Regions from separate parts of the Drosophila melanogaster genome. Here region 1 is linked to region 2. The links are chromatin contacts, called in public targeted proximity ligation maps. All regions are on one chromosome and are shown on one strand. The core of a region is the stretch at or near the end of the contact, and the rest is flanking DNA. Distances in the headings are between cores, read along the strand shown.

The links.
Region 1: a targeted proximity ligation map of the Kc167 cell line shows a contact between it and region 2, with 7 times the contacts expected there. A contact is called at or near these places in 15 of 107 Hi-C or Micro-C datasets (the Clone 8 cell line, the D17-c3 cell line, the Kc167 cell line and 4 more) and 3 of 7 datasets of targeted methods (all in the Kc167 cell line).

The regions. Positions count from the first base shown.
Region 1 is chr3R:5,215,626-5,219,327 of dm6, reverse strand. cno (canoe) reads left to right here and starts at 1,872. Exons shown (of 20, transcript NM_001316565.1): 1 at 1,872-2,395. Prosbeta2R2 (Proteasome beta2 subunit-related 2) reads left to right here. Exons shown (of 3, transcript NM_141258.4): 2 at 378-557; 3 at 623-1,577. The coding sequence ends at 1,319.
Region 2 is chr3R:5,126,380-5,130,100 of dm6, reverse strand. It overlaps RabGGTa (Rab geranylgeranyltransferase subunit alpha), which reads right to left and starts at 2,014. Exons shown (of 1, transcript NM_141255.3): 1 at 162-2,014. The coding sequence starts at 1,933. The coding sequence ends at 386.

The DNA of each region.
Region 1 (3,702 bases), core at 623-3,122, 89 kb before region 2:
TACACCTAATGGCCAGCAAGCCATATTCAACACCCAACCTTTTACAAACCAACCTTATTCAACGAATGACAAAGGAAAACATTTCGTTTGTTAATAATTAGTTGGTTAATAGTTCTAGTGGCACAACTTTGTTGAAAAAAATTGGGTAAGCCCGCTCTTTTGAAAAATGAATCAATTCATTGCCCATTGATACACGAGATAAGCATTTTGGCTCCCCTAAGATTCACCGAATTCCCATTTGGTTGAAAGAGATGGCATTTAGGTTTGCCAATGTTTGAATCGCAATATTTAATAAAGAGTTGCTGACACGGGGTATCTTGTAGTGCAGCCACTTCGCTGTGGCGACTTTTGCTTATGTGTTCAATTCTCGTCCGCAGCAACAAACAACTAAAAGAGAATGGCCTTGAGGAGCCGAATAGCTTTACTACTGGCACCACTGTGGTGGGCATCGTGTTCGACGGCGGAGTAATCATAGGCGCCGAGTCCAGGGCTACCAGCGGCGGCATAGTTTTCTCAAAGACGTGCCGCAAAATTATTGAGCTGCAGGCCAACATTTTGTGAGCATCTAGCTATCTATGAGTACGCCATAGACATAATATAATGGTACCTTGAAACCACACAGTGCCGCGGGAGCTGGAACCGCTCGGGACACGAAAGCCCTGGTGGAACTGACGCGGGCGCAGCTGGAGCTTCACCGGATGAACACTGGGTTCCGCAAAGTGCCGGTGTGCTGTGCCAACCAGATGATACGGCAGCTGCTGTTCCGTTTCAACGGGAATATAGATGCCGACATGATCATAGGCGGCGCGGATAACACCGGAGCGCATCTCTTCTGCACTCGCAGCGACGGCTCCACGGACACGGCGCCCTTCACGTCCATCGGCTCCGGCTACCAGGTATCCATGTCCATCCTGGAGTCACGGTGGTCGGAGGACCTCTCCGAGGAGTCCGCCTGCGCCCTGGCTTGCGACGCCGTGGCCGCGGGCATGAAGAACGACCTGTGCTCCGGAGGCAAGGTCAGCCTCTGCGTCGTGCGCTGCGACTTCTCGGTGCAATGGCCCGAGCAGCTCCCCCGCCAGGTCCCACCAACTCGCACCTATCGCCTGTCACCCAAGCCCGGCCGAACCACCATTCTATCCACCTTGGTGCATCCGGTGCTTTCGTGGCGGGGCGCCCTAGCTCTGCCCGAGCCAGGAGGTAGCCAGGAGCCAGGGCGAGGACCAGGCACTAGTGGTGCCGCCAGAGGGCAGGAGGCCCCGCGCAGATCCAACAGTCTGGACGAGCCGGAGGCCAAAAGAAAGAAACGCGGAGGGAGATAGGACCCGGCTTGGGTGATCCTCAATATCCTTACCACAAATTTCTTGATTGGTCGTAAGCGTTTAGTGAGTTACCGTGATTTCAAACTTTCCATCTGGAAATTGAAGCTTGTTGCGTTATCTTGTGCAAATTACACATTTTTTGTTTCGAGCACGACCTTCCACCAGGAGGAAAAGAGCTCTGTTACCCGGATATTTGTACGTAGATGGATTAAATCAAATTAAACCAAATTATTTAAAATCCAAATAAACCAAATTATCAAAAAAGGTTTTCAGAAGATTAAAGGCCGCGAAACAAGCCCTAAAACTGTTTTCCCGTCAAAAAGGATCTATCTGCTATGACATAAAAAATTAAAATTTTTAAATAAAGTAAAAAATACGTAAGAGAATGGACAAAACAAATCTAAAAATTTGAAAAAGTTAGATCGGATGGTTGTAGTCTTTGCTGAGTGGTTGATGAATGTGCTACGCCGTATCGGTGGCAAATTTAGGACATGCAAAAATTTGGCTTTATCAACAAGTGGCTCTGCGGTCATACTGCCTGTATTCTGCGCAATCCTGCCTGCGGTCACACCGCGGAAAAATGTCGAAGGCGCGCGTTGCTCGCGTTTCTTGAGTTCTTGATTCTCATGAAATTGACAACAAATTCGCAACAAGTGCGGTGATCTTTGTTATTCTCTGCTCTTCGCCCGTCTTGAAATCGCAGTGTGTGTGCGGTTGTCGATTTGATTCGTTTCGATTTGGTCAGTCTCGCGATTTCGATTTCTCCGCAACATTTGTATTCGCATTTCCCTGCGCACTTGGCTATCTTAGACGCCGACGTCGACTGCGCAGCCGCCGCGCCGCGACGTGAAATGTGCAATAACAAGTTAAACAACAACTACGTAGCAGCAACAACACATCGACAGAGTTAACCAATATTTAATTGCGGGCTTAATTAAATTAGCCGGCCCCACAGTGCAGTGCAAAAGTGCGCAAGACTAAAAAAAGGAGGACAACGCCGCTCATTCTTCGCTCCCACTTGGAATTCAAAGCTGGATAAATTGGATTAAACCGGGCGACAAGAAATTAAAAGTACGGTACGTCAGACAAAGACTGCCCCCACCCCCTCGCCATAGCTGATATTTATGAGTTTCACCACCCCCTCTCGAAAACAAAAGCAACAATTGCCATGTCCGGCTTAGCAACAACAAAAAACGACGGCATTCCAATGGCGTCTGCTTTGTTTTCCACATACTGGAAGCCACCCGCTCCTCTTTAAGCTGCCTTTCCTTCCACTTCCAGCGGGGGAAAGGGACTCTTTAAGCGGGATGTGGTTTTGCGCTTCTCCATTTCCTCGTTCTTTGCGAGAAAAAGAAAAGGGTGCGTCGACATTTCTATTGTTGTTGTTTTCGTGGCGGTATTTTCTTATACTTTATTTTGTTGCTCACCTTCACACGTTATCAGAGTATTCATTTTGATCGTTTGTTTCGCTGGCGATGCGAAGAAGTCTCCACTGGAGTTTCGTGCTCCCTCACGCCAAACAGTTATACCTGTTTCCACAAAGAGCGCGCGCGCGCGATAGAGAGAGAGAGAGGGTGATAAAACCAAGCAACAGAAATATCTCCAGTAGAGAGCGCCACTGGAAGATCGGAATTTTTAGTGCTCTGCTCTGACTAACAGGTTTTAGTAGTAGTGCTTACTTTTCTACTACGATTTTTGTCGCGGCTAACAATTCTGTTTTCCCACTCCCTCTCTCAGTTTTTGCATGGTAACTTTTCGGTCATTGTACTGTTGTTGTTGTCTTGCACACCGCAAGAGAACAACAACAATCGGAGAAACACTGATAGCGCGGTACAGTGGGGCAGGCCAAACTAGAACCTATACATTTAAGATGTCTCCAATTTGTGATTTTGCCTTTCAAGCATACTAGTTCATAGTTGATTGTTTTGTTATTATCGGTCTTGAATGCGATGTTTAAAGAAATCTTATTTTCGAATTACGATATTATTCTTATTCCTTTGACTTATTAAAATAAATGAAAACGGCGAGTAGAGCAAAAGAGCGACCACTGTGGCTCCACAAGCTCGTTTCTCTGTTTCTCATTCGCGCCAGCTCCAATTTCGCCTTATTCACACACACACCTCACTGCTTGCGACTGCAAATTTGTGCAGCTGAACTTTGTACTTCTCGTGTTTTCACATGACTCATGGGCTTTATTTTGGTTCTTGTTCCCCTTAATTTGGGAATTAAAACGAGCAAGATTTGACGGTGTAAAAAGTGTTACCTGCGCTGTCATCAATGGGCGCGCTCCACATTCCAATGACCTTATCGCGGGCTCTCTTGCCCCACAAACAGCCGAGCGAGATAAACCAAAATTGTAATGCCACAATGCAGTTTCGTTGAC
Region 2 (3,721 bases), core at 765-3,264:
AAATTCATGTTCAATTTGTTTGAATTTCCTAAGAATAGGAAATCCATCTTGGTAAGCATGGAGCATATAAAAATAAACTCTCATTTCCAATCGAAATCGACCTCGTCTTGGTTATTTCCTTATTAGCAACCATTTACTGGAAAATTAAACTCGGATATTTTACTATTCGTATATTTGCACATCGATATACAAAGAGAGTAAAAATATGTATTAGTAATGTACATAACATTTCTTCTCATACTCGTACAAGGAATAAATAGGAATAATTTCAAAATGGAATTTAGCGATTGATTGCACTTCTTTCAAGGCTTTCAACATCACCAAAAACGGTTCAGCACCAAATGTAAAATATGGCTTATCTTATCGAAACCAATTCACCAATGGTCTATGACTGCAACTTCAAGTCTGCAAACGTTTTGGGCACTGATTCCCCCAATTTGTCTCGCAGTTTGTTGGGCAAGGTTATTTCATCAGCGATGACTAAGTATTGATCATAAGGAAGCGATTCCAGCAGTACGGCATTCGCTATGTCAAATCTTTTGGGAAAGTCGGCCGATTGGGGCCACTTGGCAAGCTCCCACTCCAAGGTCCACCTAGCAGCGAGGTCCTTGTAGTAACCCTCTCTTAAAAAATCCACCTTTTCCAACTTGGCCAAGTGCGCCAAGCTCGTTTCGTGATTGGCTGAGAAATCGATAGCACGCATTAGAAGGGCACTTGTTAGTAGGGTCCACTTGCTGTCCGGCTCAAACTCCAGAAGATCTAGGCAGGATTGCAGCTGCGTTTGCAGCTCCGCCAGGAGATCCTTGCTGCAACTCGTAGTGCCGTGTGGCGGCGCAATGTAATAGGCTCCGTTTTCCGAGCCAGACAGAGGCGAGAGGTCAACCTTCTGATCGGAGAGCCTAAGGGAGTAAGCTGAGTTTCTTTGGTAATCGAAGTTCTGCTGACACTTCCAACTGGTTCCACGCTTGTCCACTGGTAGCCAGAACTCCAGTAAAATCGTTTGTCCTCCCCCAACTAGCTCAGTCTTCAATTGCTTTATATCTGGGTAGGGCTTGTCAAGGGCGAGGACTGCTCCATGTGACTCCAGTCGAAAAGCAGCTATCCTTGGAGCCCGATCCAACTGGGCGCCGCTGCCCAGCAACCAGCGCTGGTAGAACCAAGCACTGCTGTCGTTAGGATCCGTGAAAGCAGCGGTCAGCACCATTTCAAGCTCCTTCTGCAACTTCTCCTCACTCATGGGCCGGTCTCTCTGCTGGTTGGGGTAGAGCTCCGGAAGCAGGAGACTGCGGTGGTGCCAGCTGGAGTAGTTGGAGAAGTTAGCCCTGATCTTCTCGGTGCAGAAGTCCAGCTCCTGGGTGGCCGGCACCATGGCCTTGCCGGTCACATAGCGCCTGTAGTCCCAGGTGTGGAAGTTGCGCTCGTCGAATTTGAGGTACTTGTTGCACAGTTTCACCTCCTGCTGCCAGTCCGCCCTGGGATTCTGTTCCAGGGTCCAGCAGCGGTGGTGCCAGGCGTTGTAGGACTTCGGGTTGACCATTAGGCACTGCTCGGTGAGGTCCAGTTCGCAGGTGAAAATGGAATGGGCCTTGTCCTCGCCAGCGGCCTTCTTTTCACTCGGCTTATTCTCACCGGTTTGGTTTTCCTTCTCTGGCTTCTCCTCGCTGGGCGTCTCGCACGTGGCCTCCTCTTCCTTTAGCCTGAACAGCTTCTCCAGCACGCACTCCCTGCGGATGTTCCACAGCATGCTGACATCCGGATTCCGCAGCAAGATCTGAACTGTCAGGCTGAGCATTTCGTTGTCCAGCTCACCCGCCTCCCTCTTCTTCTGAATCCTTCCCATGGCTGCACGGTAGGCCCGGACTTTCAGAGCCTGCTCCTTCTTCTTCCGCTCGCGCTCCTCCTCCGTGGTCCTCACTTTTACGCGTCCGTGCATTGCCCTGAATTGAATTAAAGTCCAATATTTACAAAATACGAAAATTATTAGTCAGCAGTGTGGCCGCGCCGGGAACGATAAAAAATACCAACCGTCCTACAAGTAAATACCGTCGTATGCCAATTTACTTTCAAGAAATACCCTTTCCATGCACTGGAAATAAAAAATAAAATTTCCCAATTTCCTTACTTAAGTAAAATCGTATTGTTTATAATTCATTCAACAATTTATATTCAACAATTTGAAAATTACCAATAGATGATACTGTAATTGGCGTGTAAACAGCCAAAATACTCAAATCAGGAAGCATTTTAGTGGCGAGACTCCGAATTTATATACAAAATTAACAGAATATGCAAACCTCTGCAACGCAATACAAAATAGGTGCATATCATTCATTCAAACAACTTAACAACTAATCGATTTTATAGTCATTGCAATTCAATTTAAAATATAGAAGAGGCCATGGAATATATGTATTCCAAAGGAAAACATAAATTCAATTTTAAGATGCGAATTGAAAACAAATATTATCAAAATATGATATCTATTACCTTTACAGCAAATACAAAACAATAATTATTTTCCCAAAAAGTGTAAATTTTAAAATTCCACTCTTTATTTCAAAAAGATTTCTTCAATATCTTTGAAAGCAATCTTACATCTCATTTTGAAAGTAACGTACTTTCACACTTCGCCATCCCAAGTTCAACAGTTTTTAATCGAAACACATCCTTAGAAATCGGGATGGTGCCTGAGAAAACACCTTAAAATGCGAAAGCGCTTTATTTTTAAATTCCGGTGTAGGAAAAAAAAAGTTTTATGGGATGTATTAGCTCAGCATAAGTTTCTAATAATTATATATAATCTGATATCTAATCTCATGTTAATTGAACATTTTTTGACCCGATTGTTGACAAGCAATTACTACAGAAGTCTTGTACCTTTTCCTTTCAAAAATGAGCCGTGCCATCATATTTTCGTTGATTTATAAAGTTCGTAGCACATTTTACATTTAATAAGATTTCGTAGCACTCAGGCATTGTCTTGACATATGCAATCTTACACAAGTTCATTGTATCGAACCCCGAAACATCCGGAAGGTGGCACTTAGCTAGCTAGTAAAAGTGGAATTAGTGATTTGGACGCAAGGTGGCGCTTTATTTGATGTCTTAAGAGTAAAACGCAGTGTTGTTTGCATAAACGATTTAAAATTATTAATATTATTTATTATTAATTAAATTATTTCTTAAATAAAATTTTTATTTTTTAATAATAATGGATAATAGAATAACTTTTTTATATAATTTTCAGGGTGTGGCGCAGCGAAACTACTTTAAACCTCAATTTAATACACGTAACTTATATAGAGGGATTAGTAGATTCCTTGATAAGTATGTAACAGGATGCGTTTTCGACCCTACAGAGTATATACATATATATATGGATGATCGCTGCGATATCGGGAACTATAAAAGCTAGATAAGTACAGTTGATTTAAACTTTTTATTATTTGGAAATTCCTTGTAGAATCTGATGCACATGCACTTTTATAATGAAGAAAATCATGAATATTTTTGGTTTTAATGTATAAATTTGGAGTCCAGCTTCAGTTTTATTTCTGTATGGGTTAGCGCAAAGACACTAGAATTCTAGTATTTAGTATTCCTATCCTATCCTTAAATTGTATATAAAATATTTAAATGCGGGTCACTTGTCTGCCATTGAATTGTCTGCCAGTGCTGAATTCTAAGATTAGACGAAAGATTTTGAAGTCTGACTACACGC